Regions from separate parts of the Sus scrofa genome. Here regions 2, 3 and 4 are each linked to region 1. The links are chromatin contacts, called in public Hi-C and promoter capture Hi-C maps. All regions are on one chromosome and are shown on one strand. Each heading gives the region's core, a stretch centred on a gene start, on an enhancer-like site or on the middle of the called end of the contact. The rest is flanking DNA. Distances are from core to core; before and after follow the strand shown.

Evidence for each region. Promoter capture Hi-C pulls out the DNA fragments that hold promoters and counts their contacts. Hi-C and Micro-C count contacts between places; a contact is called where the count stands out from the background.
Region 2: a contact with region 1 is called in a Hi-C map of omental adipose tissue, with 1.8 times the contacts expected there. The contact joins the enhancer-like site here to the promoter of ZNF703 in region 1. A contact is called at or near these places in 16 of 47 Hi-C or Micro-C datasets (alveolar macrophages, blood, embryonic fibroblasts and 10 more) and 2 of 2 datasets of contacts at active chromatin or transcription factors (alveolar macrophages and skeletal muscle).
Region 3: a contact with region 1 is called in a promoter capture Hi-C map of liver, with 4 times the contacts expected there. The contact joins the enhancer-like site here to the promoter of ZNF703 in region 1. A contact is called at or near these places in 1 of 5 promoter capture datasets (liver), 4 of 47 Hi-C or Micro-C datasets (epiblast stem cells, fetal skeletal muscle, liver and 1 more) and 2 of 2 datasets of contacts at active chromatin or transcription factors (alveolar macrophages and skeletal muscle).
Region 4: a contact with region 1 is called in a Hi-C map of embryonic fibroblasts, with 4 times the contacts expected there. The contact joins the enhancer-like site here to the promoter of ZNF703 in region 1. A contact is called at or near these places in 11 of 47 Hi-C or Micro-C datasets (brain, embryonic fibroblasts, fetal skeletal muscle and 5 more) and 2 of 2 datasets of contacts at active chromatin or transcription factors (alveolar macrophages and skeletal muscle).

The regions. Positions count from the first base shown.
Region 1 is chr15:48,692,246-48,699,442 of Sscrofa11.1, forward strand. ZNF703 (zinc finger protein 703) reads right to left here and starts at 4,394. Exons shown (of 2, transcript XM_003133370.5): 1 at 3,934-4,394; 2 at 71-2,952. The coding sequence starts at 4,176. The coding sequence ends at 1,420. It overlaps LOC110256999 (a long non-coding RNA gene), which reads left to right and starts at 4,528. Exons shown (of 2, transcript XR_002339108.1): 1 at 4,528-4,659; 2 at 5,447-6,436.
Region 2 is chr15:49,188,757-49,195,953 of Sscrofa11.1, forward strand. No RefSeq gene overlaps it. Among named protein-coding and RNA genes, the nearest start is that of KCNU1, 250 kb to the right of the region's middle. Within about 2 kb of position 3,040, at least 25 of the 83 cell types and tissues checked have an H3K27ac peak or open chromatin away from gene starts, as enhancers often do. A contact at or near this core is called in epiblast stem cells, omental adipose tissue and subcutaneous adipose tissue, where this site is marked.
Region 3 is chr15:49,100,840-49,108,036 of Sscrofa11.1, forward strand. No RefSeq gene overlaps it. Among named protein-coding and RNA genes, the nearest start is that of KCNU1, 340 kb to the right of the region's middle. Within about 2 kb of position 2,447, at least 3 of the 83 cell types and tissues checked have an H3K27ac peak or open chromatin away from gene starts, as enhancers often do. A contact at or near this core is called in liver, where this site is marked.
Region 4 is chr15:48,955,024-48,962,220 of Sscrofa11.1, forward strand. It overlaps LOC110257028 (a long non-coding RNA gene), which reads left to right. Exons shown (of 2, transcript XR_002339184.1): 2 at 5,392-5,602. Among named protein-coding and RNA genes, the nearest start is that of ZNF703, 260 kb to the left of the region's middle. Within about 2 kb of position 4,453, at least 3 of the 83 cell types and tissues checked have an H3K27ac peak or open chromatin away from gene starts, as enhancers often do. A contact at or near this core is called in embryonic fibroblasts, where this site is marked.

The DNA.
Region 1 (7,197 bases), core at 3,144-5,643:
CAAGAATAAAAGAGCATCTGCTAAGGTGTCTGGAAATGGGACGGTGGGTGAGGCAAGAAACACACCAGGGTGTGAATATAGCCAAGTACTCCATTTATTAACAAAATAAGTCTTACCAAGGGAGAGCTCTATTCATCCCCAACAGGCCCCGCAGCCCCGCGAGGCTGCCGAAGACCAGGAGGGAGGGAGGGTGTTGGGAGAAGACCCAGGGGGCGAGTCTTCAATCCCAATGACTGAGGGAGCCCACGGCAACTGTGGGGACTCTGTTGGGTAAGGCGTGGGAAGGGGCGGGGACCGCTATGATCCCCGTGCTCCCTGACTCCCCCACCTTCCCCCCCAACAGCTAACAAGTTTGTATCACCAGCTCGATATTACCACGGGTCTGCTTTGGAAGGATCTAGCAAGAATCACTGACCCAGCCCCTACCACCAGGACAGGGGCCGATGACCGAGAGAAAAACAGTGACTAGAAAAGCACTTCGCAAACTCTAAAGAGCAAAGTTTCATGCCAGCAGGGCCTTCTAAGGACTTTTTCTTGAGTAAGATGAGTCCTTGCAAGGTCCCCCACCAGCAGGCAGTGTGACCACTGGTGTTTGGAGACAGCAAGGGTCTGGAAGTGGGAAGGCTCTGTAGAAGGCCTCTAGGGCCACTGACTCTTGCTCAGAGCAAGACAGGGGAGCCAGACTCTAATTGGGGGTGGTGGTGGGGAGGGTGCAGCTCAGGAATCCTGCGGGGAGAAAGTGGGCGGGGAGGAGTCACAGAGCTGAGTTCCGGGTCTACAAGGGTGCAAGACTTCCAGCTCCCAAGGCCGCTCCCTGCACCCCCAAATGCCTTACAAAAAATATCTCCTCTCTGTTACTTGTACAAAGGAAAAAAACAAAACAAAACAAACAAAAAACCAACAACAGAACCGCTAATGGACGGAAACAAGAAGGAATGAAGGGGAAAGAGAAGCAGGAAATGTAGTTGGAACGGTTAAGAAGCATGCAAGAATTCCCCAGGAAGGGAAAACAAAAAGAACCCCACTCTCCCTCCTCCCCCGAAAACCAAACCAATCAAAAAACAAACAAACAAACAAAACAGGCAAAAGGAAAAAAAAAATAAAACTTACATCTAAGAAAAAGAAAAGCAGAAAATAAAGGAAGAGGGGCGGGGGAACCTGTAGTTACTCGTGTAATTAATATTATTATTTAGAGGGAAACAGACTTTTTGCATACCATTGACTCGTGTGGGCCGTTAATGCACTTATATTCCCAGCTTGTAAGCTAACATTATAGTAAATAAATACACAGTCCGGTGGGGAAGAGGGTCTGGGGGGGGGATCCAGCAAGGATAAGCAGTGGCGGAGGCTGCAGCGGGAGTAGGGGGGGAGGGGAGGTGGGGGAGGGAGGGGAGGCTGGGGAGAGAGGCAGGGCTGTAGTTACTGGTATCCGAGAGCGGAGGCTGAGGCCAGTCTCTGTCCGTACAGCGCGTACGGTGAGTAGTAGGGTCCGGCTGTGGGAAGGGACGGCACGGCCAGGCCCCCAGCTGTGGATAAGTGGCTCTTGCCGTAGGGGTGGTACCGGCTTAGCCCCAAAGTGTGTGGACTCCGCAAAGACAGCGACCCGGGGCTGCCGGGGGCGGTGGGCGGGGGGAGGTGCAGATGGCAGGAGGCGGCGGCCGCAGCCGCCGCAGCGGCGCTGCCCAGGCCTGAGGCCCCAGGGTAGGCGGCCAGAAGTTTCTCCGCGCCGGGCAAGGCCGTGTGGGTCCGTAGGTGGCTGAGCAGCTCCTCCGAGGTGGCGAAGCGCTTGTCGCACGGCCCGCTGGCCGCCACCCAGTTGCAGCTGTGCGGCAGCGGTTCGTTCTGCAGCATGAAGCCGTAGGTGTAGAGCGGGTGGCCGGGGAGCGCAGCCTGGGCGGCGCTGGACGAGAGCGCGGCGGGCTGTAGCGGGTGCCCGGGGTACACCAACGGATAGCCCCCAGCTTTAAGACCGGGCCCGGCCGGGTCGTGTGCGCTGCAGGTGGAGCAGCTGGAGCCTCCAAGGTGTGAGGCGCCGTGGTAGCCTCCCAGGCAGTAGGGGTCTCGGCATAATCCCTGTAGGAAGGAGGGCGGGGAGGCCCCGGTGAGCGGGCTGGAGCTGGGGGGCTTGCCCGGCGGCAGGCCCAGGCCCCCCGATAGCTGGCCTCCCACGAGGCCGGACTTGCTGGGATCCAGGCCAGGCACGAACTGAGACGGGTAGCCGGCGTAGGCGCCCACGATGGAGCCGTGGTAGCCGATGCTGGAGGGTGGCAGCGGGAACACCGAGTGGCCCGGCTTATAGGGCGACACCGGCGCCACGTGGCCGGCCCCCACCAACGCGGAGGGCGGCTCCGACTTGCGCCCGGAGGCCCCGGCCTCCGTGCCGCTGCCGCTGTGCCCGCCCGGCTCCCCACCGTTGCCGCGGCTCACGGCCGCAGGCTCCGGGCTGGGCTTGGGCTCCTGGTCTTTCTTGTCCAGCTCCCCGCTGCCGCCTGCGCCGCCGTTCTTGCAGTCAGAGTGGTGCGGGGAGCCGCCCCGAGAGCCACCAGGGGAGGATGAGGACGAGGACGCGGAGACCGGCGCTCCATGCGGGGGGAAGGGCGTGCAGGCGGCGCTTGGGACCCTGAAGCCCGCCTTGTCTCCTGGGGACAAGGAGGAGGAGGAGGAGGTGGAGGACACGGAGGAGGAGCCGCTGTCTTTGCGGGAGTCGCCGCCTCCGGAGCCCTTGGAGTAGGGCTTGAAGCTGGACTTGTCCTCGGCCGGGGAGTCCCCCAGCTGCTTGAGAGCCGCAGAAGCGGAGGCGGCGCCGGAGGCGGAGCGGCTGGGGTCCTTCTCTGCTCCCAGCCCGTTGGCCGCCGCTACCGAGTTGAGCTTAGACGAGGGCGGCGGGTCCGGCTTGCCGATCTGCGAGCAAGTCTGGGCCAGCAACGCCAAAGGACTCTTCTTGGCGTCCAGCTGTGGGAGACAGCGGCAAGGGGAGGGAGAAGGGGGGTGAGACGAGAAACCGCTCGGGAGAGTGAACAAGTGGGGTGCCTGGGAAGCTGGGGGGGGGGGCGAGGGGAGCCGACGAGGCGGCGGACGAGGCGAGAAGACCTTGGGGACAGGGTCTGGAGAGCGAGGGCGGGGCTGCTGGGCGGAACTGCGCTAACCCTGCCGGCCGGTGAGATCCCTCGCTCTCGGTGTCCCCGGAGTGCGCCACCGGTCCCGGGAAAAGAGCAGTGGAAGTAGTCTACCAAAGGTGACTTCTCTGGAGTCAGGGCTGAGGGAGGGCCTGTAACTCGCCCCCTGCCCTCGAATCTCCCCCTAGTCTATGCCCAGGGAAAAACTTATTGCTTCAGTTTGGGTAACTTCGCTTAGGACGGGTTTCAGGCGGTGGCGCCGCGGGGTAGAAGCCGGGAAAAGCGCGTTCTGAAGCTAGGGCTGCCGTTGGCGCTCTCTTGGTAGCCCCTCCCTCCCGGGGAGGGCACCCAGGGAAGTGGGAGGAAGAAAGACCTGGGATCGGGAGTGCCGGGGCGTAGTGCGCTCTAACCGGATGGGACAGAGGCGGAGCAGGACCGGGCCGATCCGGCTTCAAAGAGAACAAACCCGGGTAGAGAGAGGTGGGCGGGAGAGGCCCAGGAGAGATCTTCTCCGGCCTGGAAACTGGGTGGCGAGGAAAAGTAAAAGACCCAGTGGAGACTCCAAGAGCAAACCCAATCCGGGAGAAAACATGTAGCTCCGAAAGGCGAGTGTGGAAGGGGAACCTTTCCGGAAAAGCCCAGGGAGAACCGTGTGGGCTCTGATCCCTCTGTTCTCCGTCCCTTCTCACACCGTCCGCCAGTGTGGCCGGACCTGAGCGTCGCACCGAGCCCCAGGGCGCAGGGAGCAGGGCCGTGGGCCCGGCAGTGGTGGGCGGAATGGGGCCGGCGCTGGACTGGCAGCGACCAGTCGACTGACCTCAATGGGGCTGACGGGAGTGGAGGACAGCGGCTGCAGGTACTCCGGATGCAGGAGGTGGCCGGTGTGCGCGCTCAGCATCTTCAGGACCCTGATGGGGAGCCGGTTTGCCTGGCGCAGGGGGTCCGCCGGGGGCAAGAGAGACACCGCCGCCGGCACCGCCGGCCTCTTCCCGCCTCCGCCGCTACCGCTGCCGCTGCTTTCGGGTGTCCTTGGGTTAGATCCAGCGGGCGAATCGCTCATTTGGAGGAGGCAGCGCCACTGGGGGGGCGGGGAGGGAGGGGGAGCACCGGGGAGGCGAGCTCCCGCGGCGGGTGGGCTCGCTCCGCAGCGCCAAGCGCGGTGCAGCAGCCGCTGCGCCTCCACCCCTCCTCCACCGACGCCACCGCCGCCGCTGCAGCCGCCGCCGCCGCCGCTATTCCCGGCGAGCAACACAAAAACCTTCGCCTTCCGCGAGCCGCACGTCAAATAGCCGCGATCGGCAGCCACACTTCAAAGGGATCGCCGCGGCCGCCCAATCGCAGCTCTCGCCGGGACCCCGGGGCGGGGAGAGCGGCGGGCGGAGGCCGGCGCCGCCGGTGGGCGGGGAGAGCCTTAAAGGGGCCTCGCCTGCGCGCGCCTCTCCCGCCTCGGCCTTTACCACTCTCCGCACTCCTCCCCTCCCCCCAACTGGGCCACCCCTACCCTGGGGTCCCGGAGAGCAGGGGACTTCTCCGTGACCCCAAGGTCTGCGCCCTGTCTTTCGCTAGCTTCCCTATCGCTCTGTTCTCTCTCCCTTCGCACCGCGGGGAGTTGGTGCTGGCGGGGGCAGTCACCCTCAGGCCGTGTGTGTTTGGGGTGGGGTGGACTGGGGTGGGGGTGGGGTAGGAGCTCCCGGCGTTGGCTCTCTTACAGTCAGGTCCAAGCCTCTCCCCGAGGCGGCCTGGGGGCGGGCCGTGCCTCGGGAACCCAGCTCTGCTGCGGCCCTGCTCAGGCTCTGCTCAGGCTCAGCTCCGGCTCCGCTCCGGTCCAGCTCTCTTCCCCTAATTGGCTTCTCCCGGGTGGGCTCATTTGGAAGCGCTCGAGACCCGGAGGCAGCAGCGGTTCTCGGGATGCGGGGTAAAGCGCTCCAATAACTTTGAGCCAGTCCTGTCCGAAGCCTGCAAGTTTGAGGACTCCCTTAGGGGGTGAAATGATTGCGATAAGGCGCTGTTCCCTAGGTTGTGCGCGCCGCCGGCGCACAGATTTATAGGTTCGATGTTTTTGAGTGTGTTTTCAGGTTTCTTACAATGTCCTGCTTAGAGGCATAAAATTCTCTCACGGCACAGAGCCTTGCTGCTATTTGGGGGTTGGGGGAATCTAAGTGCTGCACCCGGATACAAACTCTAGAGATGCGTCCCCCACATGTTTTCTTCTCTCGGGGCTGGGGAGGGGGTAAATTTCCCAGGGAAATTTCGGAGTTAAAAACTTTGTATTAAAAATAACAGTATTCTCCTCTACTCCACCTCCTTCCCCTGGTGCCTTTCTAATAAAGTTTGCATTGCCAGCCTCGCACCGGGCAGAGATTTTACATAGACCTAATCTCGACATCATTAAGGTTCCCTGCCTGCGGATCAGAAGGTGAACCTGGGTCTTTGTGCTCTGGCCTCCGGGGAGACCACTTCGCCGTGCTCTCAGCGACCAGTGGAGGCGCGCTGGTGTCACTGCCTCGCTTGGAGTACCACTTTCCCAGCTCGAATCCATCACTCCGATTGTCAGGCCTGTCACTCGGGGCATATTGCTCCAGGACTACCCGTCCCTGACTCTGCTGCTCGTTGATCAACGCCCTGCGATCACATGAGAACCAAGACGGGGATAGATGATTTCAAAGGGGTCCTTCCAACAGAATGAAACAACTGTCATGGAAATAACAAATAGCAATCACGAACCTTTATCATGTTCCGTAAAGGAGGCAGCAGGCACCACTCCCAGGCCCTATCCGTCATACGCTCAACTGAATGTACTCCCTGGATGCGTCTGTTTTTTAGACAGTATGCATAGACCTCTAAAAAATTACACAGGCTTTCCCTACCCTAACTTTCATCCTGGTAAAATTAGGTTACAATGAATGCCAGGGGATGTCCTGACTGGGTGATGTATTCCATATTGCAGCAAGAGGGGTACCAGAAGGAGGGGGGGCCCACTTATTTCATTGTGGTTGTCCTTATTCCCCACCCCCATCTCTTCTCGTGCCAGCTTCTGAGTACTCTAACGTCCCTGCCACTGCCAACACCAATTTTAAATGTCCATTGCAGGGCTGCTTCAGTCTTAGAGGTCATTTGGCCTTTGGGAGACTGCTCTGCAGAGAGAGGAAGTGAGAATGGAAGAGGGTGGGCCTTTGTAGGCATTTAGAGGAGGAACTGGGAAGAGGGGCACCCTTGGAGACAGGAAGAGATGAAAGACCCCTTCTTGATGATTGTAACCAGCTCAGCTGTGAGTGCCAGCCAAGAACTCCTGCTAGGGCCCAAGCAGATGTGTGTTGGGAGTGATTAATGGAGAATCAGTTGGGTACAAAGGGGAGAGGAGACAGACAAAGGCATTTAGGAGTTTGGAAGGACTAGAGGGGCAGGAGGCAGCAGGAATGGGGTGAAGAATGGAGGGTGATAAAATATTTACTCTCTATTTGGAGAGGAAAAGAGAAGAAGAGGCCTAGGAATGAACGAAAGGAAGGGAGGAAGGAGGAGGTGGGGATGGGAAGGCCAGGCTCAGGATGGAGGGTGAGGAGTCAGCTCAGGTAGTCACATGTTGTCCTTAGAAATCCTCACTCCCTTAGCTCACAGCTGATCACTAGGAAGAGGAGGTGTCAAACAGCACTGAGGTGGAGACCAGGCCTGCTGCCCCTTCCCGGAAAGTGCTAGCAAGGGAGTAGAGCCACCCTTCCCTTTGGGGTGCTGGTGAGGGCAGCAGGGCCCCTTTGGCTGGACCCATCCAGTCACCTTAGGTGGGAAAATGGAAAACCATACTTAGCCAGGCCAGAGGCCTAATTAAGAGACACTAGATGGTTATTACAACCAGTCCCCCCCCCTTTTTTATAGCCAAACCTGAGGCATATGGAAGTTCACAGGCTAGGGGTCGAATCAGAGCTGCAGCTGCCTACTTACGCCACAGCTGCAGTAACACAGAATCTGAGAACCATCTGTGACCTGCACCACAGCTCAAGGCAACACCAGATCCTTAACCCACTGAGCAAGGCCAGGGATCAAACCTGCATCCTCATGGATACTAGTCAGGTGGATTACTGCTGAG
Region 2 (7,197 bases), core at 1,790-4,289, 500 kb after region 1:
ACAATTAATACTTTAAGTGTGAAACTATAGGTCAATCCTGCTTTTGAGTATGAATGAAAAAATTCTTAAAATATTAGCAAATTGTATCCAATCAAATACCAAAGGATGATTATGGATGACCAGGAAAGGATTATTCCAGAGATGCAAAGATGCTTTAGTATTGGAGTGCCCTTTGTGGCTCAGCGGTAACGAACCTGAGTAGTATTCATGAGGACGAGGGTTCAATCCCTGGCCTCACTTGGTGGGCTAAGGATCCCATGTTGCTATAGCTGTGGTGTAGGCCGGTAGCTACAGCTCTGATTCGACTCCTAGCCTGTGAACCTCCATATGCCACACCTGGCCCTAAAAAGACAAAAACACACACACACACACACAAAGATGCTTTAGCATTAATCCACTTTAAAATAATATTCACCATACCAATAGCCAAGCAAAACTGTAATGTTAAATTGATAGATGCCCCAAAAGATTTTATAAAATTTAATTTCCATTTCTAATTAATTACAAACAATTCTTACTATGCTTGAAGTATAAAAATACTTTAACATGATGAATGACAGGTATACTAAATAAAAAGCCATAAATATGTTTAAATAATAAAATGCTATAGACATTTCCATTTAAGTCTAGGACAAATGAAATATACTGGCTATCAGCAGTATAACTTAATCGTATTTTGAGAGTCCCAGAAATAGGACAAGTGAATAAGGAGCTTAAATATTGGGAAGGAGAAGGAAAACTTTGATGTAATTTACAGGGCATAGTCTTGATAACCTGGAAAATCTGTAAGATGGATTTGCAAAACTGTTAGCATTAAAGAGTGTGTAACAAGATGGCTGGTTACAAAGTAAATATACAAGCCTTGCTAGACTTATTCCATAGTTTTCCTCTGTACTAAAACAGTCTATTGGATAATATATGAGTAAAAATTCCATTCACATAGCATCAGAAGATTATTCAATTTCTGGAAAATAACCAATGAGAAAATTTGCAGCAGCTACATGAAGAAAATTTCATAGTTGTTCTGAAACATAAAAGATGACTTTAATTAATAAGGACCCATGAGGTGTCCCCAGGTGTTAGAGAGAATATTAATTTATAACTGAGTGTAGTTACAATGAAATTTCAATAGAAATTGGGAAACGTTTAAGAGTGGTAGCAAAGTTCATTCAGAGAATATGGAGAAGAAACCAAAGATATTTTGATAGAGAAGATATGAGAGGTTGCTTGTTCTTGCACATAATAAATTGCAATATAAAAATTAAAATAGTAAAAACTGAGAGAGACAGACAGACAGACAAGCAGATGTAGATCAGTGAAACTAAATTGAAAGTCCAAAACCGACTGAAGTACATTTGTGGGATTTTATATATATATGGTATATATATTTTATATATATATAGTATTTTAAATCTTATCCCTATCTTGCCCCTCCCCCGTCCCTCTTCCTACTTTTAAGAAAAATAATTTTGTTAAATTTCCCAAAAAAGAGAAAATGAGAGAAAACCATCAATTGATTTTTAAGGGAGGGGCAGGGGGTATCTGATATTTCCTTCTCTCCTCTTCACCACCTAAGGACCAAATCACTTCACCTACAAAACTCTTGCACGTGTTTTCACGGGCCGGCCACACCAAGAGTGGTATTAAAGATTTCAGGGTGAACCTGACTTCCTCCAGGGATGAGCTGGGTTTTGCGAGACTTAAAGAAGGAAAGTGGGCGGGGGGATTCAGGGCAGGGGTTGGAAGGCAAGTGGAGAAAGTGGGATGGGCATCCGCTGGAACAGTCTTGGTGCCAAGGACAACAAAACGGGCCTGTCGTCTATCCAGAAAGTCCGTGAAGGACATCTTTTCACGGGAGCCTTCCTGTTGAAGATTCCCGCTGGAAAGACCTCTTACAGTCGTTCCATCACGTTTCTTCCCTTTCTTGGGTCAGAAGTTCTGTTCCTCTGTTATGAAAGTACCCTCTCTTGAGCCTGTCCATCAGGTGACTGCAGGGCCTTCCCTAGCCTTTCTGCCTGGATGAACTGCCTCTCCATCCCCCATGCCTTTCCCTTGGGGCTCTCCTGCCCCACCCCCGAGACACCAGCTCCTCTGATTCTGAAGAAAGCATGGAAACACAGGCCCCTTCCCATCATCTGGGCTTATTAAATAAAGCTGAGTAGCAAATGATTCCTTTGGAAGGTCTGGGGAGTGACCTGAGTGGCAAAGAAAAGACTCTCAGCACTTTGAAAAGGTGGCTGGCCATCTGGCCTGGCCAAGACCCTCATTTTACATTTCCACTGGTACAAGACTCAAATCATTTACCATTAAGTTCTATTTGAATAAAATGGTAGGAGACACTTAGGTAATATTACAGGGCAATAAATGTTTAAGAGTCTTAAGGGGTGTGAGCTTTCCAAAAGCAGTTCAGGCCCGGATGCTAAAATACTCCATGTGTGTGTATATATGTATGTATTATATATATTATATGTGTGTGTATATATCTATAAAACCTTTTGCAGACTTTTGGCTTTTGCTCACATAATGGAAGATTTTTCCCCCCCTTTCCTTTTTCTTGCATGTTTTGAATTGTTTCGGAGTTTCCTTGCTACAGTCCCCTCCCCCCTTTTTTCTTTTTTCTTTTTCTTTCTTTTTTTTTCCTTTTCTTTTTTCTTTTTTCTTTTTTTTTTTTTTTTTTTTTAACTACACCGGTAGAAGCATGAGGGAAATGTAGTTAAAATTCAAAATGCTTCCTCTTTATCATTACCATGAATCAACACAATAAATGAGCCCCTTCAGAGCACGGTAATAAGAATTTGATAAATCATCAGCCAAAAATTAACTAGATGTCAAAACAATCTTTGGGAAGTGTGATGGATTAGGGGTGATAGCGGCAATTAATCTCCCAGCATGAGTTCACCAGAGAGACACAATGTAGGGAGATGGATTGTGGGGGGAGGAAGGTTTCAGGCCTTGCAAGGTCAGGAGTCTACTAAAAGGAGTGGGTGGAGGCTGGAGAGAGAGACGGAGAGACACACACACACACAGAGGGAGAGGGAGAGAGAAGATCATCTGAGTTTGCAATACCCAGGCATCCAGCAGCTGAGCTGGAGGTCAGTTCTGCGCCTTTGAAAAGCCTTCTGTCTCCAGCTGCTTTCTCTGATGAGGCAAGCACTTTTCCTCTTGCGCTAATAAATGCCACAAGTCAGCTCGTGGGGCTCAACACATGGCCTCCAAGAGTGGGAGGCTTGGAGGGCTTAATTTACCGAGAGGGGTAGCTCCTTGGAAACCACGACGGGAGGGGACGGGAGGGGAAGGGAGGGTCTGGGAAGAGCCGGAGCGGTGACGGGAGCGCCCCCTCTGGAATGTGGAGTTCAGCTCTGGCTCTGTCAGGGCACAGCCCAGGGAAGGGCGATGCTTCTATGGAAGGAGGAGGGGCCCCTCTGCAGGCGCCAATCTCATAAATCTCCTCTTTCTGATTAGCTGCCTCTTTTATTTGCCTTTTTTTTTTTCTTTTCAGTAGAGTTCACAATGGCTGAGGAAATGGCAGTTTGAGAAGAGGATACAGAAATGGCCCCGTTTTTAACTTCCTCATCAGGCTGGTGAGGACAGAGAGCCTGGCGGGGCTGGCAAGGCTAGTCTTCAAACAGGGCCACATCTCCGCATTCTGTCATCAGAGGCTCATGAACCTAAACTGGAAAATGTAGGCTGTGCTGATGGGGATGGTAGGGGTGACTGGAAGTGAGCTGAGCAGAAAGGAGGAGAGAGGGACACACAGCTCCATTTAGCCAGTGAGAGGATCACGTATTCACCTGTCCTGGGAAACACTGCACACTCATGGGGAGGTGAGGAGAGCTGTCATATGCGGGGTGCACTGTGTCAGGCCATGGGAGCTGCGATTCTTGGGTTGTTGCTTTACTCCCCAAGGGAGACAGAATTTTATTAGCAAAGATTCCTGTAAGATTTACCTGCTCCTGTCAAATTTGTAAGTCCTTCCTGGCTATCTTTGTAATAATCCTGAAACCATCTTAGTGCCTGCAGCCGTGAAATTTTTTTTGTTTTTGTTTACAAAGCTCTGTGAGAACCCTGTGTCTTTTCCCAAGAATCCTTGATATTTTTCATGACACGCCTTCCTGGTACACAACCGAATCCTAGCCTTTAGCCATAACATAGTCTATTTGAAACTCTTCAGTCTTCACATATAAAAGTGAGGTAAGGAAGGTTAAATGATACGCATCATCACAAAAGTGATGAGAACACCCAATCCACTCAGCTTTGCCCCCAGGGCACTTCTTACCTTTAAAATCTCTAGCTCTGATATTATGGAGCACTTGGGGTGGGGTGATTCTGGCTGGTTTCCAACCCAAGGCAAACCAAAGTAGACAGAAAACATATAGAGCCAACCTTTTTAAAATTTTTTTTAATTTATTTATTATGGAGTTCCTGTGGTGGCGCAGTGGTTAACGAATCCAACTAGGAACCATGAGGTTGTGGGTTCGATCCCTGGCCTTGCTCAGTGGGTTAAGGATCCGGCGTTGCCGTGAGCTGTGGTATAGGTCGCAGATGCAGCTCGGATCCCATGTTGCTGTGGTTGTGGTGTAGGCCTGTGGCTATGGCTCTGATTAGACCCCTAGCCTGGGAACCTCCATATGCCACAGGAGCAGTTTCAGAAAAGTCAAAAAGACCAAAAAAAAAAAAAAAAAAAAGCCAATTTATTTATTATTTTTTATTTTACAGCAAAGACTTAGTGCTCTCTAGCTGCCAGGAATGACGGATGGTAACCTGGTCTGGTCTTCCAGAGAATGAAGAGAAGTGGCAGGAATGGAATGGAAAGGAAATGGTTTCTCTCTGACTTACCATTGACCTTGAGCCAGTGACTCCATCTCCCTGCATGGTGGTTTCCTCCTCTGTGAAGGGGAACACCCATCCTTCTACCTCATGTGTTGTTGTCAGGATCCAGTGAGTTTTGTCAACCATGCCTGCTTCGCCTATAATGTCAGTTAATGCTCTTCTGGAGTTGATGGCCGTGTCTTCTCCCCGATATGCCCATGAACTTCCTACTGGCTCCATGGGTCTTAAAGCACAGTCTGGCTCTGGCTCTATGACTCCATGCTCCACTATATCAGGGAGGAGGTTGTGGGCGCTGGCCCATGTCACCCAGACTGCCTGGCCTCCTGCACTCCTGCCAATGCTATAATGAAAGGTCTAGGGGTGTCGAGACATTGTTCCGTTTTCTCTGCTGCAGGGCTACGTCACCAAAGATTCAGTGTCCAACATTCAAACATCATCCTGCTTTCATAATGGAATTTTTGTTTTTGTTTTTTCTTTTTAGGGCCACACCTTTGGCATATGGGAGTTTCCAGGCTAGGGGTCGAATTGGAGCTGCAGCCTACACCACAGCCACAGCAACACAGAGTTGGGGCCACATCTGTAAACTACACCACAGATTGTTGCAACGCTGTATCCTTAACCCACTGAGCGAGGCCAGGGATTGAACTTGCACTACTCAGGTTCTTAACCCACTGAGCCACAACAGGAACTCCCATGTACTGGGCTTTACCTTTTCTCAAGTGTTTTCTCATAACTTATCTTTTCTTCCCCATGAGAGCCTAGATTCACCTCAGCCTTATTTCTTCTTCCCTTTTCCTTTTCTATTAGCAACCTTGTTGGGGGAAGTACCAGGATTCTTGTGATAATCTAGGAACATCTGCCTTGGCTATTTTATTTTGCTGCCACGTATTGTTTCGAATGACCATGAGGGCTATGAGTTGAGAACTGCCCTTCCACGGAGGTCTTGCTGTTCTCGCTCCAGATTCTGGGGAGGGACCATGGGAAGTGGGTGGCTCTCTCCTCAATGAGAAGGGAATGTGAACTCCAATGGTTTCTGGAAAGCTGAAGCTACTCTTTGGGGCTGACAGGCCCAGACAATCCCAAAATGGACTTGCTTCACTTTGCTCAATACAAGGATTTCCTCAGACTGTGTGCTTTACTGTAAACACACTTATAAAGACTGTCAGACATACACACGTATGCACAAACCTGCACCCACAGTCATATGTTCAGTGCATACACGTGGTCGCATATACCCATAGATGTACACCGATGCACAGGTTAGCACCCCTAGAACCACACGCACACACACACATCCTCACACAGCCACGAATGCAAACATAAATACACACTGATACACACAGACCCACACACATACAGACACACACACAGACAAGGTACCAACCCAGAAAAGAAATGCAACAGAGGTTTTGGCACATTGCATCTGCCTTGGTCTTGAGAATGAGGGGTAAGTATCCGAGGTCAGGGGTTGAGTACCATCCCTAATCCTTCGCTGCAATTCCTAACGCTAGTTCTGCACCCTGGATGCTTACTAACTACCCTCCACTAAACAGATCAGGGTCTGACCCTAGGTAGGCAGGTGACAGTGCAGAGGTCAGCATCAGAATAGGTGGGAGACAGTGTTATGGGTTAAATCAAAAGATAGGCTGAAGTCCAGACCCCCGAGATCTCAAAAGCTGGCCTTATGTGGAAACAGGGCCACTGAAGATGTAATTGGTTACATTAGGATGAGGTCAGAGGAGCAGGATGGGCCCTTCATCAGTAGGACTGGAGTCCTTATAAGAAAAAGAGAGATGAGCTCCCTGATGGTTCAGTGGGTTAAGGGCCTGGCATCACTTCTGTGACTGGATTTGATCCTGGCAGGAATTTCCGTATGCTGCTGGTGTGGAAAAAAGAAAGAAAGAAGAGAGAAAGAGAGAAAGAAAGAGAAAGAAAGAAAGAAAGAAAGAAAGAAAGAAAGAAAGAAGAAAGAAAGAAGAAAGAAAGAAAGAAAGAAAGAAAGAAAGAAAGAAAGAAAGAAAAGGAAGAAAGAAAGAAAGGAAGGGAAAAAGAAAGGAAGGAGGGAGGGAGGGAAGAAGGAAGGAGAGAAAGAGAGAAGAGAGAAAGAAAGAGGGAAAGAAAGAGGGAGGGAGGAAGAAAGAAAAAAGAGACACAGAGATAGAGGAGTGATTGGAGTAACAGGGCTTCAAACCAGGACCACCAGAGGTTGCCAGTGAACCTTCAGAAGCTAGAGAGAGGCAGAGAGACACCCCCACATAATTTAGAAGGACCATGGCCCTGCGGACACCTTGATTTTAGACTTTCAGACTCCAGAATTGTGAGATAAAATGTATCTGTTGTTGTGAGCCTCCCAGTGTGTAGTGTTTT
Region 3 (7,197 bases), core at 1,197-3,696, 410 kb after region 1:
GTTCTCATCTGTAATTTGGAAAGAAGAATCATATTTGCCCTATAGGGCTCTTCTAGGGATATGGTAATTTAATTACAGCGGTTTCAACTTACGGACTTGCCCATCAATTGTTCATTATTTAAAATATCAGGTCAGGAGTTCCTGCTGTGACTCAGTAGTAACAAACCCAACCAGTGTCCTTGAGGATGGGGGTTTGATCCTTAGCCTTGCTCAGGGAGTTACCGATCTGACATTGCCATGAGCTGGGGTGTAGGTCACAGGATGCGGCTTGGATACGGAGTTGCTATGGCTGTGGTATAGGCCTACAGCTGCAGCTCCAATTCGACCCCTAGCCTGGGAACCTCCATATGCCACAGGTGCACCCTAAAAAGAATTAAAGGAATTAAAATTAAACAAAATACCAGCGTTGTGATGGAGTACCCTTAAGATTGAGGCTGAGAGAGGCTACCTGACTCACATAGCAAATAAGTGGTCCATGTAGGATTGGGTTTGTGTTTTAAGCCTCAGACTTTATAGCTTTGCCGGACATCTACACTGTGTGGTTCTGGTGACTTCTGGAGGAAGCTGCACTTGCATCTCCACTTCTGGGAGTTCCTCACCCTCTGGGAATCTCTCCCAGGTCCCTGTGCCTGAGGCTGCATCTCTGATAATCTTGGTCATGCCAGCAGCAGGGAAGAGTGAGAGGAGACCTAGCCTGCTGATTCTTCCCTCTCATCCTGACAGTGCCTGCCTTGTCTGCCTTTCCTCTGCTAGGGAAGGGCAGCATCAGGGGCCATTAGGGGCAGGTTTGCAGAAAGGCCAGGGCTCTGGGAAGGAGGTGTGGCTACAGTAGCAGCATCAGAAAAAGCAGCCCCTAAACTCTGACTCCAAGGAGGGTGAAGGACAGGGTGAAGGACATGGATTCCAGGCTGAGATGCATAACCTGATGCACCTGATGTGCTATGATGCTAGGTGACTGGCTACTAATTTGATTCCTATGAAAGATCTGACCCTACTCCACCAAGCTTTCTCCAGCCCGAATCTCTCTTATTTATAGAGGTTAGAGGGAGGCTTTTACGTTTTTTTTCTCAGCTGTTTAGGAACTCAGACTTCTCTTTTCCACTTGGTCTCTGATGATCAAGGTCCAGTGGCAAAGATGTTCCCCTTCCTCCCTTCCCTCGCTGCCCCCACCACGCTGCCTCATCTATTAGCCTGCTAGTGCTGGCGGGAGACCCAGGGCAGGGGGTGGTTTATTTGATTGTCGTATCATTTATGTGACTGTGACTTCCAAGGCTATTATCTTTGTTTAGCACAAACGGAGAGCAGTTAGTGCTCCTGGTAATCTATCTGGGAATCAAAAAGCTATGGAGACAGAGAAGCTTCCTCGCCAAGCCTTTATCTCTCACCACCATCATTTTCTCAGCTGGGAGCAGGCGGCGACCCTGCTTCCAATCTGCTGCTCGATGATTTTAGATGATTGATCTTTCTAAAGTGCTTTTCCGTTTCTTGCCACACAGACGCGGATAGATTAAGCAATTATGGATTATTTCAACATCAGATGGCCCGAGACAATTAGTCAGAAGAGAGGCAAAGGAGTGGGTGGCCCTACTGGCTTTTGGTGAGAGGAAGTGGGGGAGAAGGAGTTGAAGATGGAAATGGGGAAAGAGCTGCCATTGGGATGCCAAGAGAGAATGCAGGGCTCAGCTTATCTGAAGGGAAAAGAAATACACACACACACACACACACACACATATGTATGTATATACATATTTATAAATAAAATATATAAAAATATATGGATAACACATACTATGTAATAATAATGTATTAGTTACTGTGGCATTGCAGGTTTTTTTGTATTAATTTTATGGCTGCACCCTTGGCATATGGAAGTTCCCAGGCCAGGGACTGAATCTGAGCCACAGCTGCAACCTAAAAGCCACATCCTTAACCCACTGAGCAAGGCAGCCCAAGGACTGAACTCACTTCTTCACGGATACTAGCTGGGTTCTTAACCCACTTAGCCACAATGGAAACTCCTGCAATCAAATCCTTAACCCACTGAGCCACAGCAGGAACTCCAGATTTGTGTGTGTGTGTGTGTGTGTGTGTGTGTGTGTGTGTGTGTGTGGTATAAAGGACCCTCACTATCTTTGAATCAGATGAGCACCTTCTGAGCAGCATTCCTTTAAGGGAGGTTATGCTTCTTGGAGGAAAAAAAAAAAAGGTTATGAGAGTGGGAGAGAGGCAGAGCAGAGCCTGTAATAAAAGACAATAGATTAGATAGTCTCTGAATGGATCCGGGGCCTTAAATCACTCCCCGGGCCTGGCTGCCAGGCCACAGACATCCAGAGCAGGGCCGTCGTGTTTTATGGTGTCCACAGCACTCTGTGGAGTGAGTTACAACCTCGTAGTCCGTGGGTGGCTCTCTGTTATCCTCCATGTAAACAGGTATTCAAATCCGGACTCCGGAACCTTTGCCTTGGCATTTCATCATCCTGGTAATCTCACCCCTTTCCCCCGCCAAGGTCGCTGTTTGGACTGCGTGACTTTCAGACTCTTCTCTGGCACTGGAGGCGGGAGCAGCAGGGCTGACAGCCGCCCGACTCATCAACCGGGCTGACAGGCCCAAAAATTAACTCTGATATTTTGTGTGGAATAATTCAGTGGCAATTGGGCCAGATGATGTTCTGTAACCTAAATTCAATTTCCATCACGGGGAAGCATCACAGAGCTTGTCACCCACTTGCCAGGAGCACCTAGCAGTCTAGGGAGTTTGCATATATATATATATACACACATATACATATATATATATACATTTATATACACTATGCGTCTGCCACTTCTATTAATATGCAGTAGATTAATATGTACACGATCTATTTGTTGAGCTGATCATTGATTACTTGGGGATGATTATCCGGGGCCCTGTCCTTCCTTTCCTCCTTTACTGCCTGTGTTTGATTCTCTCCTTTCCTATGGTGAGGGGCAGATGGGCAGGGGAGAGGTGTCAGAGAGGGAGGGAGGGGATGTGTAAAACACAACATTATACTCCTTAACTCTTCTCCAAAAAGCCTGGGGCAGAAGTGAGGCAGTCAGGACTCACCGATCTGTGTGATCCCCCGTCTTGGGTGCGGCAGTGCAGTGGGTGGTGTACAGCCAGCAGAGACAGCCTAGGTGAGGGTCGAATCCTGGCTGCATTTCCTTCCAGAAGTACATGACTTGTCAGCTCCCTTCAGATCTTGAAGCCTCAATTTCTTTATTTGTACAAATAAAGCATCCTTCTGGTGCCAGGCCCAAAGTAGGTATTCAAGAATGAAAGCTAGGGGTTCCTGTTGTGGCTGAGCAGAAGTGAACCTGACTAGTATCCATGAGGATGCAGGTTCAGTCCCTGGCCCCTCTCAGTGGGTTAAGGATCTGGCATTGCTGTGGCTGTGGTGTAGGTCACAGATGCAGCTCTGATTCAACCCTGGGAATTTTCATATGCCACAGGTTCGGCCCTAAAAAACAAAAAACAAAAAAAGCTACTGCTAGGCATGGAAAACAGAACACTGAATACTGATTCCCTCTCCACCTCGGCCCTTTGGAAAGGCTCCCCCTGCTGATTCCCCATCCAAGAGGCAGGCACCACACACTGGCACATCCCAGGAGATAGCACTTCTGTTAAAGGACCAAGTGGTGGGGTTAGAAAGGAGACTCTTCCAAATTAGACCTTGAGGACAAGAGAGAACTTGAAAGTGAATGACCCCCAGGCAGGCCTTTTCTAGAAGGAGACCCTGGGATCTAGGCCACTCAGATAAGCTGCTCGGCACCACAGCTGCAGGGCCTCAACCTCACCAACACATCCTGCTGGCAGCCCATTCCCAGTACAGAACAGCACCCCTGCTACTCCCTGTGAGTGTGTTGGAGACTTGGCCTTGGCCATGGGACTGAGAGTGGGATGATGTACTTATAGCGTCCTTTTGGAGGTGGGCCAGGTGGGCGCCTTTATGTTGATTTCTACGTATTTGAACGTGGTGGACCTGTGAGTTTTGTGACCCTGACTGAGGGACTATATGTAGGTGGGAGTCTTTATCACCGGCTTTGGAGTTTAGTGAGGTTTTGGAGGAGAGGGCTGGTTTGAGGAGAAGAAAGGAGAGAACAAGAAATGGTCTCCAGGTGCTTTCTTGACCTCATGCTGGCCTCGGATGGAGTCACCATCCCATCTGCTGTCTGACTCAACCCCAGTGCTCTTGTCTGTGACATCTTGCTGCCACCAAAGGCAGATATTGACTGGATTTATGTTCACAGTCTTGGGTCACCACTGAGTGCCTCCTCCTGGTGAGGCCTAACATCTAAATGCTGTGAATCCGATGGGCCCCGGCGGTGAGTGGAAGGGCTGTTTGCCAAACGTCTGGATCTTGTTTGCTGCCTCCAGTCTCCCCAGGAAATGCTCTTGTTCATTGACACACAGACATGACTATGTTTGTTGGGGACCATGTATTCTATTTTCTTCTTTGAAACAGAAATGCCCTGTGTGCGATGTTTTCTTTGCGAAGGAAAACCCAGGGATTGTCCGCATCAGGTTAGAAAATGATCCCAGGGTCCGTTCCTGGCTCTAAGCAAGTTGAGTATACATCACCTCGTTTAATTCAGCAATATCATCAATGTCAGTGCGTATCCACCGGCTGTTGGCTATTGGTCATCCAGACCTGACACAAACTCAATAAATACTCCATAACCCCTGACAGCCGCTAGCAGATTAGCCTGAAATGAGCGATTGCCCAGCCAACACCTGCTGAACCAAATCAGCCCTGTGACGGATGGGCCTGTACTGAGCTCTGACCACGAGTGAGATCAGTGGAAGAATGATTTTATACTTTAAGAAAAGAATTAGAGATGGTGGTGGCTGGAGTGATTGGAAAGCTTTCAGAGGGGGCGGTTTTTCTTCTCTTTCTTCCTCTTCCCCCGACAGATCCCCCAGCTGCAGGAAGCCCCTCCCACACCGGAGCTCCTTACAGTTCTAACTCCCAGGGGTCCCCCAGGAGGAACAAAGGTGGGGGAGCTAGTGGTGGCTGGGGCCAGAGCTGGGGGCTGCTTCAGGGCACAGGCAGAATATCGGATGTGCCATCTCTGAGCCTCGAGGCAGTGCTGTCCACCCGATTCCATGGACAGTGGAACTGCTATTCAGGGCTGGGTGGGTGGGAGTGGAGGGGATGTACCACGTAAGAGGAGGGAAAGCTGGGTTGCGGATTCCAGGGGGACCAGCCTTAGTATCAATTTTAGGCTTCTTTTCATCTTAAAGCAATCACCAATAGGGGGTGTCCTTTCTTTTTTTTTTTTTTTTTTTTTTTTGGCTGTGCCTATGGCTTATGGGAGTTCCTGGGCCAGGGATTGAACCTGGGTTCCATAGCAGCGACCTGAGCCATTGCAGTGATAGCACCCGATCCTTAACCCTCTGAGCCGCCAGGGAACTCCAAGGGGTTAAGGGGTTTCTAATCTTCATAGGCCACCCCCCGTTGTATTGTCTAGCTTTGAGCACATGCTGGACAAAACCGCAAACAAAACCAAAGCCTTTGTTTGAATTCTTGCTCTTTCACTTAACAGATGGGAGCCTCTGACACATGCGTCATCTGGACTGTCTTTGAAGCCTCAGTTTTCTCACATGTAAAATGACGATGCTCCAGTGTGCCCATTCTTCTAGTTTCTGGAACATCTACTTTTAATTAAGCCAAACTTTGGTACTCAGAACACTTGTCCTGGTCTCTTGTAGAAATTTCTTTCTTTCTTTAATTGGAGGACAATTTGGCATTAGGACATCAAGCCTACACTGACGGATGTTTTTTAAAAACAGACCTGTGAAACTCATTGCCATGTTTACAGAAAGGCTGCCTCAAGGATGTTATTCGCTAAAGCACCAGGCCTTTCCCACGTGGATTTAGGGGAGGCATTTCTGTCTGGTTTCAGTTCCAGGAACCGTTCTGTTTATGTTGAACAACTGTTTAGATTGGATGTTCTGAACTCTGAATTGTGTCGAGATCCTGCATTTTGTGTGTGGTGGAGGAACAAGAAAATGCAAAGTGAGGTTGGTGGCCTCTCTCCGCCCCAGTGTTGAATTCCAAGACGTGTCTGTGCTTTGGTACCAATCTCAGGAGCTACTCATATTTTCTTCTGGCCTCGAGTCTCTTATTTTAAATGTATTTTGTTTTGTGGAATGATGTGGGATCTTTCTAAGCTACCTTAAATTCTTTGCTGGTACCATGTGGGGGTGTAAGTAAATCGGGACATTGACAAGGGCTCTTGGACTCTTTTTTTTTTTCTTTTTTCTTTTTATAGCCATACCTGCAGCCTATGGAGGTTCCCAGGCTAGGGGTCAAATTGGAGCTTCAGCTGCTGGCCTACACCACAGCCTCAGCAACCCGGGATCTGAGCCACGTTTGTGACCTACACCGCAGCTCATAGCAAGTGTCTGGCAAGATGTCTTCATGACACTCATTCCCGAGAGGAGGGCAAACCTCTGGGACCCAGGCAGGCAGGACAGGAGCGGGGCTTGTGCCCCACACTGTAATGTGCACACCTCAATTCCTACAGTGAGGCAGGGGCTAGGTTGCTATTGGGAGGGTGGGAGTATTTTCAGAACATTATGAGCTCCCAGAAAGGTTACAGGGGGCGATATTCTTTCCCAGCCCAGTCTCTGTGGCCTTTGCAGGTACAATGCCGGCTCATTTATCTTGCACTGTCAGGGGAGGACAGCGTTCCACTTAAGTGAATTTCCCTGAATTCCCAAGCTTGTTCTTTCTAAGCCCCAAATTTCATTTCCTTCCGGCATTCTGGATGGAAGGCTTTCCAAAATGTATTATACATCCCCTTTCTTTTTCAGAAATACAAGGGACTTTAACCCTTCCTCGAGGACCCTGCCTAGTTTCTCTGACCCTCCTGCACACACACTCCACTCCCTTTAGCTTTGTCCATTTGCTCTGCCACCAGGCTGCCAGCTGTCAATCCTCATTGCTCTTATTGAGCTGTCTCTAATGCCTCCCTTTACCTTCCCAGGGTCATCTTATATCCGCTCCATCCAATTTGCTGGGATTGGCAAAGCAGATAGCTGGGATTGCTGGACTTTTATGTTCAGCAAGAGAGGAGAGGCTTTGAAACAGAGCTGTGTGTCTGCTTCTCAGCAAGACAGTCCATGGATTTGCTGTAAGCTTGTGCAATATTTAGTTTAGGTGTCTGGGC
Region 4 (7,197 bases), core at 3,203-5,702, 260 kb after region 1:
GCCAGACAGTGAGTGGTCCTGCTGGGGAAAGGTGCTCCAATAGAACCAGTTGCTGTGCCAAAAGATAGACAAGCAAGGCACTAAAAACATCCTGCTGACTGCAAGGAGTTCACAGCCTCTTTGGAGAGACAAGACTAGTTTAGGAGCATAACAAACATAACATTCATTGCTGAGTGGTGTGGCAGAGACTCTAAGGAGAAACTCCAGGGATGATCACCAGTGAGGACCCAGTTGGTGATAAGAGGTACCTGGGTTAGGAGCAGCCTAGATAGTGGGAAAAGAGAGGGCATTTCCAGTGAAAGACTCAACTGGAACAAGTGTGGCAATGTAGAAATGGACAAGGCTTGGTGTGGACAGGAGCAGTCAGCTTGGCTGGAACTGCGGCTCTGTGGAAGGGAATTATCAAAGTACAGGGGTGTTAAGATGCTTTTGGTTGCAAGCAACAGAAAGCAATCTGATCAACTTTAGGGAAACAAGGAGTTTATTTTAACTATACAAGGGAGTCTCATGGAACGGGAAACAGAAAGAATCCAGTTCACCATAGTTTGAACTTGGACATATTAACATGTTTTAGGATGAATTTTTACCCTTATAATTTTACTTCTCCCTCTTTCTTCTTCTTATTTTTTTTTTAATATTTCCTTACATGTTTTTCTCCTTAAGAAAGAGACCCATTGGGGTAACACATTTTGTACCTTTGTAGTTTCTTTCTTTCTCCTCCTGTCGACTAATGCTGGCATTTTCTCCTCTTTTAATATATTAGGAAAATGCCCCCAAGCATCTTATATTCTAGTCTACACAAGGCTTCCTTTCTGTGGCTTGAAATTCAGCCTTTGCTTGAATAATGGAGGGTTCATTACTTTGAAAGGCATCCCATTTCATTGTTAGCTTAGCTGGTTAGAAAGTTGACTCTAAAATTATAGTGATTTAATTGTAGGATACCCCACTTGTTTATACTTTACATAAAAGGGAGCTTTGAGTTTGTCACTCTTCTGCGTCAACTCCCCTAACGGTGCTCAACCACCTTATACATTTTTTTTTTAAAGAAAAGGGGGGTTTGTTTTTAGGATACCAGGAAGTCTCATGGGACCGAGGGACTCAAGGGGTGCATGAAAATCATACCAGCACCCAGGAGGGTCTTACTGTGCCTCTCATTTCCATCCTGGTGGCAGGTTATTGCTGCCCTCAGCCTCCTGGTTTCTCTAATTCCCTTCTGGCCTACTGGCTGCTATTCCGGCTCAATTCCAAATTCCCAGGAGAGAGAGAACCAGAGCAGTCTAGCTCTGGTCCAATCAATTATGATGGGGTAGGGAGCTCACCAAGTGCAGGGGAAACAGAGCATTGGGTGCTCCTCCTGGGGGCGGGTGGGGGTGGGACGGCCCTAGAAGAGGAGGAAAGAATTGATTGACGAAGTGAGGAAGACTGATTAACACAGACTGCCTGCCATTTGGTTCTTCCAGGCTTTCACGGGAAACCAGGTGAAACTATTTCAGTTGTCTGGGATTCCAGAGGTTTACCTCTCTTTCCGCCAATACTGAGAAATCCAGATTTTGAAAGCAGAGGAGCTAAGTTGTGATCACTCACTTGATAAAGAGGCTCCATCATACTGGAGGGGGAGACATACCGGGATTCCCTCCTACTTCAAATGGTATTTCCCCCAATTCTCCTCTCATGACACTCATCTCATCTGCAATGCTACTGCTTCCCTTGACTTGGGGACCATCCTCCAGTGGGGTCCAGGACCCCTCCCCAGCACCCTCAGTGCTGGCAGGACCCAGGAGGAAGTGATTCTCACGGCCTTTTGGCCAATGGCTGCCCACCATCTAGAACATGAGCTTCCTGAGGGTGGGGATATGCTCTCAGCATCTCTGCACCCATCAGTGTCTGAGTCAGTGCCAGTCACGTGGCCATGCCAATAAACTCTTTATTGAGCTGAATGAATAAAGCCAGTTTTGCTCATCACTGAGCCATGACAGGAACTCCTCCCATATGGCACTGCCTTTTCTGGTTCTGCCAGCAGCATCTCTTAGGGGCAGTGTGACCCCAACTCTTGTTTAGTCTCAGGGTACCCTTCGACCTGATCCACCTCAAATAGTATCACCCAAAACCTTATTTACATTCGTCATGGCCACTGCCTCCCTTTGGGAGAAACAGGAAGCCAGTCACTCAAAGGGAAAACCCACTGCCTTTGATGGAGGCCTGGAGGAGACTGTGTGGCCAGAGGGACCAGCAGCCCTCCACCTGCCGGCTCCCAGGCTCAGCCCTCTCAAGAAGACCTGAGGTGAAAGTCCGGCCGGCGCTTGGCCCACCCTGGCGAACTCCTTGCCTTGGATACCGAGAAGGCGACAAATGAGACCAAATGAAAAATATAATGATGCATATTATATTAATCATCCTCCCTTTTTCTGACACCATAAATCTTCTCTCTAAACTCCTGGCGGTGATTGCATCATCTCGCTCTCTCCTCGAAACAGCACAGATTAAGATAAAGTGATGGTGCTGTGTCAAAGAGAGCTTTACTGCCACACTTGGGATACAAAGAGAGAGGTTAATTTATCATCACTGGGGAGAACTGACAGAAGAGAGATATACTACCGAAAGGGGATTTAGCACAGGGCCAAGAAACTTCACACTATTTTTACCATCTGTCACATGCTCTAATAAAGCAGGGCAAAATATGAAGAAAGGAAAAATGAACTATCAAACACTGATGTAATGCAGCCCATAAATCTAATTTAATTACTTTGCATGGAGACAGGTCCTCGAGTCTGTGTGAATATACTGGATTTTCTTGGCAACTTAACAACTAAGTGTTTTAATAACATCACACTATAATTTATTCTGCTTGAAACACAAAACCCCTTTTGTGAGAGTTTCATTTTTGAGAACTGTTAATTTTTTCGGCTAATGTCAAAACTGGCATAAATTCACATGTGAACTTGAAGCCTGACTGTGAAAAAGGCTTAGGTTACTGCCTGCCTTTTTATTGTTGGCACTTTTTCCCCCTTCTGCATGCATTAGAAATAATTGGGCTTTGTTGATGACTTAGGTGAAGAGAGTTGTCTTGCAATTAGATTTTAATATAATGACAAAGGGTGTGGGAGAGGGAACTCTTTGTAAAATATAAAGAGGTAAGAAAATGCAAAGGGGAATAAAAAAATAAATTCTCATTTTCCAGCAGAACAGCCAAACCCAAAGTACAGCCTGGAGCCAGGCTGTCCCCAGGACCATGAGAATTTCACTCTGGAGCATGTAGAGTCTCAGGGCAGAAGGGACTCTGGGAATGCAGGTCAGCCCTAGAGGGAGCCACCGGGAGCAGAAAATAAATCAAAAATAAAATTAATATTCATCGGGTGTCTTCCCGAATTTGGATGCAGTTACAGAAATTATTGTTAATAATGAAAGCCATATATCAAAGGTTATAAAATTCATCTGTGCTAGGACACTATTTTTTTAGGCTTTGTTCTGAACCATTAAAGATGACATATTGCATTTGTGTGCCTCTGTGTATAATAAGATACATTTAAGTGTGATTCTAACCTGAACTGGCAATTTTGGCATTGAACCTGAGTTCTTCAATGGGGGCTGCGACACTACGGTCCAGAGGAGGTTCTCTGAACCCATCTATTCTCTGCTGACCTCCCCCCCTCCCCCTGTAGGACAGGAGGGAAGCGTAATTCATTTGTTAGATCATAAGTGATTCATGTTGGGAAAATAAAACTCTTGGTCTCTTGACAAATTCAATTGAAATATAATGAGGGATAAAAAGCAAAAAAAAAAAAAAAAAAAAACCTAAAACCTATTCCCCCCTTCCACTTCTCAAACCCCAAGCTCTCACACTAAAAGAAACCCAAAATGGAGAGCTAGACAGTCTGCTGAAGTTCATTGCTTTATGCCTCCACAACACTTAATAAATCCTTATTATATGGAAATCTCTGTAGGACACACTTTGGGGGCATTTGCAGTTTGGCAGCAGAGAACCGATGGGCAGAAAAAGGCCTAGAGTTTAGTACATTCTGAGAAAGTTTCACCTGGTGGGCCCTATTGATAGAGGTCATGGAAAGGGCAGATACAGAGCTGGTCATAGTATAGACTTAGGCTAAAGCAGAAGTGATTCATCTGGAACATTCTAACACGTAGCAGCCCCAACAGGAAATGGACCGCATACGCGTGTTGTTGAATATTTATTGAATGCTACTGGTGATTTGCTATTTGTTAAATATCTAGATGGATTCAAGGGCCTTGAAGCCAGGAAACCGAGGTGCAAAGTTTTTTAGAGAAGCGCTTTCAAATAAATTTCTCCTCTTGCCTTTTTTTTCCTTCTTCTGAAGTTCATATTCCCCTGTTCAGACTTGGAAAACGCTCAATTCTTGTGGTTTCTTGTTCTGTTGAATTTGTGTGGGAGAAAAATGTACAACCTTGAACTCTGAATGAAGCTCAGTGTGAAGAGTGGTGGTTTTCAGCTGTGCTATTTCAAATGCTCTCATTGGTATTTTTAAAGACTTCCCACATATTCGGTTACTGACCCAGGGCCTGGAAGAGCGAACATTAAAAATTAAAAAAAAAATTAAAAAAAAATCAAACCACCAGTATTTACTTATGAAATGACTTGGTTATAGCCCAGCAATCCAACGGCCTTAAAATGAGTGTACAAATTGAGAGTTTGAAGGGTTTCTTTTTTGGCATTTTGATTTCCTCATCTGAAAAATGGGGCTATTAATACTTACCTCCTGGGGTTGTTGTGAGGATTAAATGCGCCTACATAGGTGAAGCATCCAGCTCACTAAAATGATGGCTGCAATTATTATTTTATTATTATTATTTTGATTTCGCTCCCTTTTCCTCTCAGCATTTCTAACCAGCCACCTCTCCCCCATACTCCCTCCACCCCTACCCCTTAAAGTACTTTTTTTTTGCAAACCTGCTGGAATCCACTTCATTCAGCCTCCCCCTTCTGGCCCAGCTGCAGACTGCAACCATGTCACTTTTACAAAAATACTTTCAAAATAGGAAATGTTAAAAAAAAAGTTGGGTGTCAGGTGGACCCAGACTGTTTTCTGGATGTAAACCTTACAAGGGAAGGAAATACTGGGTAGGAAAAAAAAAAAAAAAAAAAAAAAAAAGCCCTAGCTCAGGGTATGCTCTGTGGCAAAAAAGAAATTGTAGACTCCAGGTTCTCAGAAGCCTGGAAAAGTCTTTCCAATCAAGGCGGGTGGGAAGTGGGGAACATCCAGGAGGTAAAAGGCCAGTGGAATTTATGACACTGCCTCCTTTAATAGCTAACCGTTAGCCCAAGTGCCCAACACAAGGTGAACTTGACCTTTCCTATAAAACAGTTGTACTTGAACTCTCCGTGCTGCTCCAAGGCTCTTCATATTCTTCTTTTAACAGGTACCTTGCTTTAACCTTGCTGGTCAAGATGACAGATCATTTACATTAACAGATTCTGCGGGCACTCTCCCGGTCGGAGCTGGAAGTGCTTTAGCCCCAGGTGACCTGGGCAACCAAGAGTGACGATCCAGGAGAAAGAAGCTCCAACGGCCAAGACCCCATCTGGAAGGAGCGGGGTTTCAAGCACACACCTTAAAGCCACCTGGGTCCCTGTTGTGGCACTGAGAGAGACCGAGCCACCCTGAATCTTGAAAACATGTCTCCACATTTTCCCAGTGGCTTTAATGTTTTGTTTGTTCATTTCTTCATTTAGGCATCAAACAGTTGGTGTCTCCTTATTGTGTGCTGAGCATTGTGGCAGGTGCCGAGGATGCTAGGGAAGGACAGCTTGGCTCTGCTCTCAAGACACACTGAGTGGAAGAGAGGACATGGACACAGACTCCCTTAACCATGACATGATGTGAAAGCCACAATAGGATGGGTGTCCGAGCAAAGCCCTGCAGGAGTGGAGGAGACCCTTAGCGAGAAACGGGGTTGGGGGGGTAGGTTTCCAAGGAGCTGGGGGTAGAAAGATGAACAGTATTTGTCTCAGGGTCTTGGTGGGAGGAGTGGCATTTCTGATGGAGGGCAGAGCGTAAGCAGAGTTTAGAAGAGTGACTGGTGGGAGCTCCCATTGTGGCTCATTGGGTTAAGAATCTGACATAGTGTCTGCGAGGATGTAGGTTTGATCCCTGGCCTCACTCTGTGGATTAAGGTTCTGGAGTTACTGCAAGCTGCAGTGTAGTTCACAGATGTGGCTCGGATCCGGTGTTGCCATGGCTGTGGTGTGGGCTGGCAGCTGCAGCTCTGAATCGACCCCTGGCCCAGGAACTTCCTTATGCTGCAGGTATGGCCGTAAAAAAAAAAAAAAAAAAAAAAAAAAAAAAAAGAAAAAAGAAGAGTTACTGGTGGACAGGAGAGCCAAGCTGATGCTACCATAGTCTGTGATCTGCTGTTATGTAAGGTCACAGGTAGGCAAGGGTGATGAAAGAGCCAGTAAATCTCTAGCTCCCCAGTCACCTAGATCTTGTTCTTCAAGTCCAAGAGTCCAAGGTTCAGAATAAGAAGCGCTGCTGGGTTCTGCCCATCTGACAAGCACTGGCTGCAGAAGGTCTTGTGAATATCATGTGACCTCCGGAAGGAGACCTCGGGGATTGGTGGCCAGTCGTGGCAGTGTCCCTTTGGACAAGAAGGAGTTTGTTTTGATGCAGTTGGGAGAGGCTGAAAGCTCCCCCCACTTGAGGCCAGAGCATTCCTGCTGACTGGAACAAAGCACTCTGTTGATGCATCATCGAGGTACCCCCAGGGAGAGAGCAAGGTTCCAATGGATGTTTATTGAACACTCTCCCTGGGTCACCACTGTCCAAAGTGCTCCATCACATCCTTACAACAAACCAAAAGACTAGGTTATCATTTTGCCAAGGAAGAAACTGGCCCAGACAGGTGGGATGACTTGTCCAAGCTCGCATAACTAGTAAGTAGCAGAGCATCATTCTGACCAACCCAGATCCTGTGCTCTTAACCAGCTTCCTACATCCACCCAAGAGAGCAAGACCACCAGGACATTCTATGCTAGATGCTTCCTTATGTGTGTCATCTCAGGATGTTATCAGCATGACAATTCTGTGAGATGGGCATCATTTGACTAATTGGGAAACTGAGGCTCAGAAAGATAAGTAACTTATTATCAACTAGCCCAGTAACTGATGGAGCATTTAATCTTAGATGTGCCAGGACATCAAAGCTGAGATCATTTCCCCTCTTCCA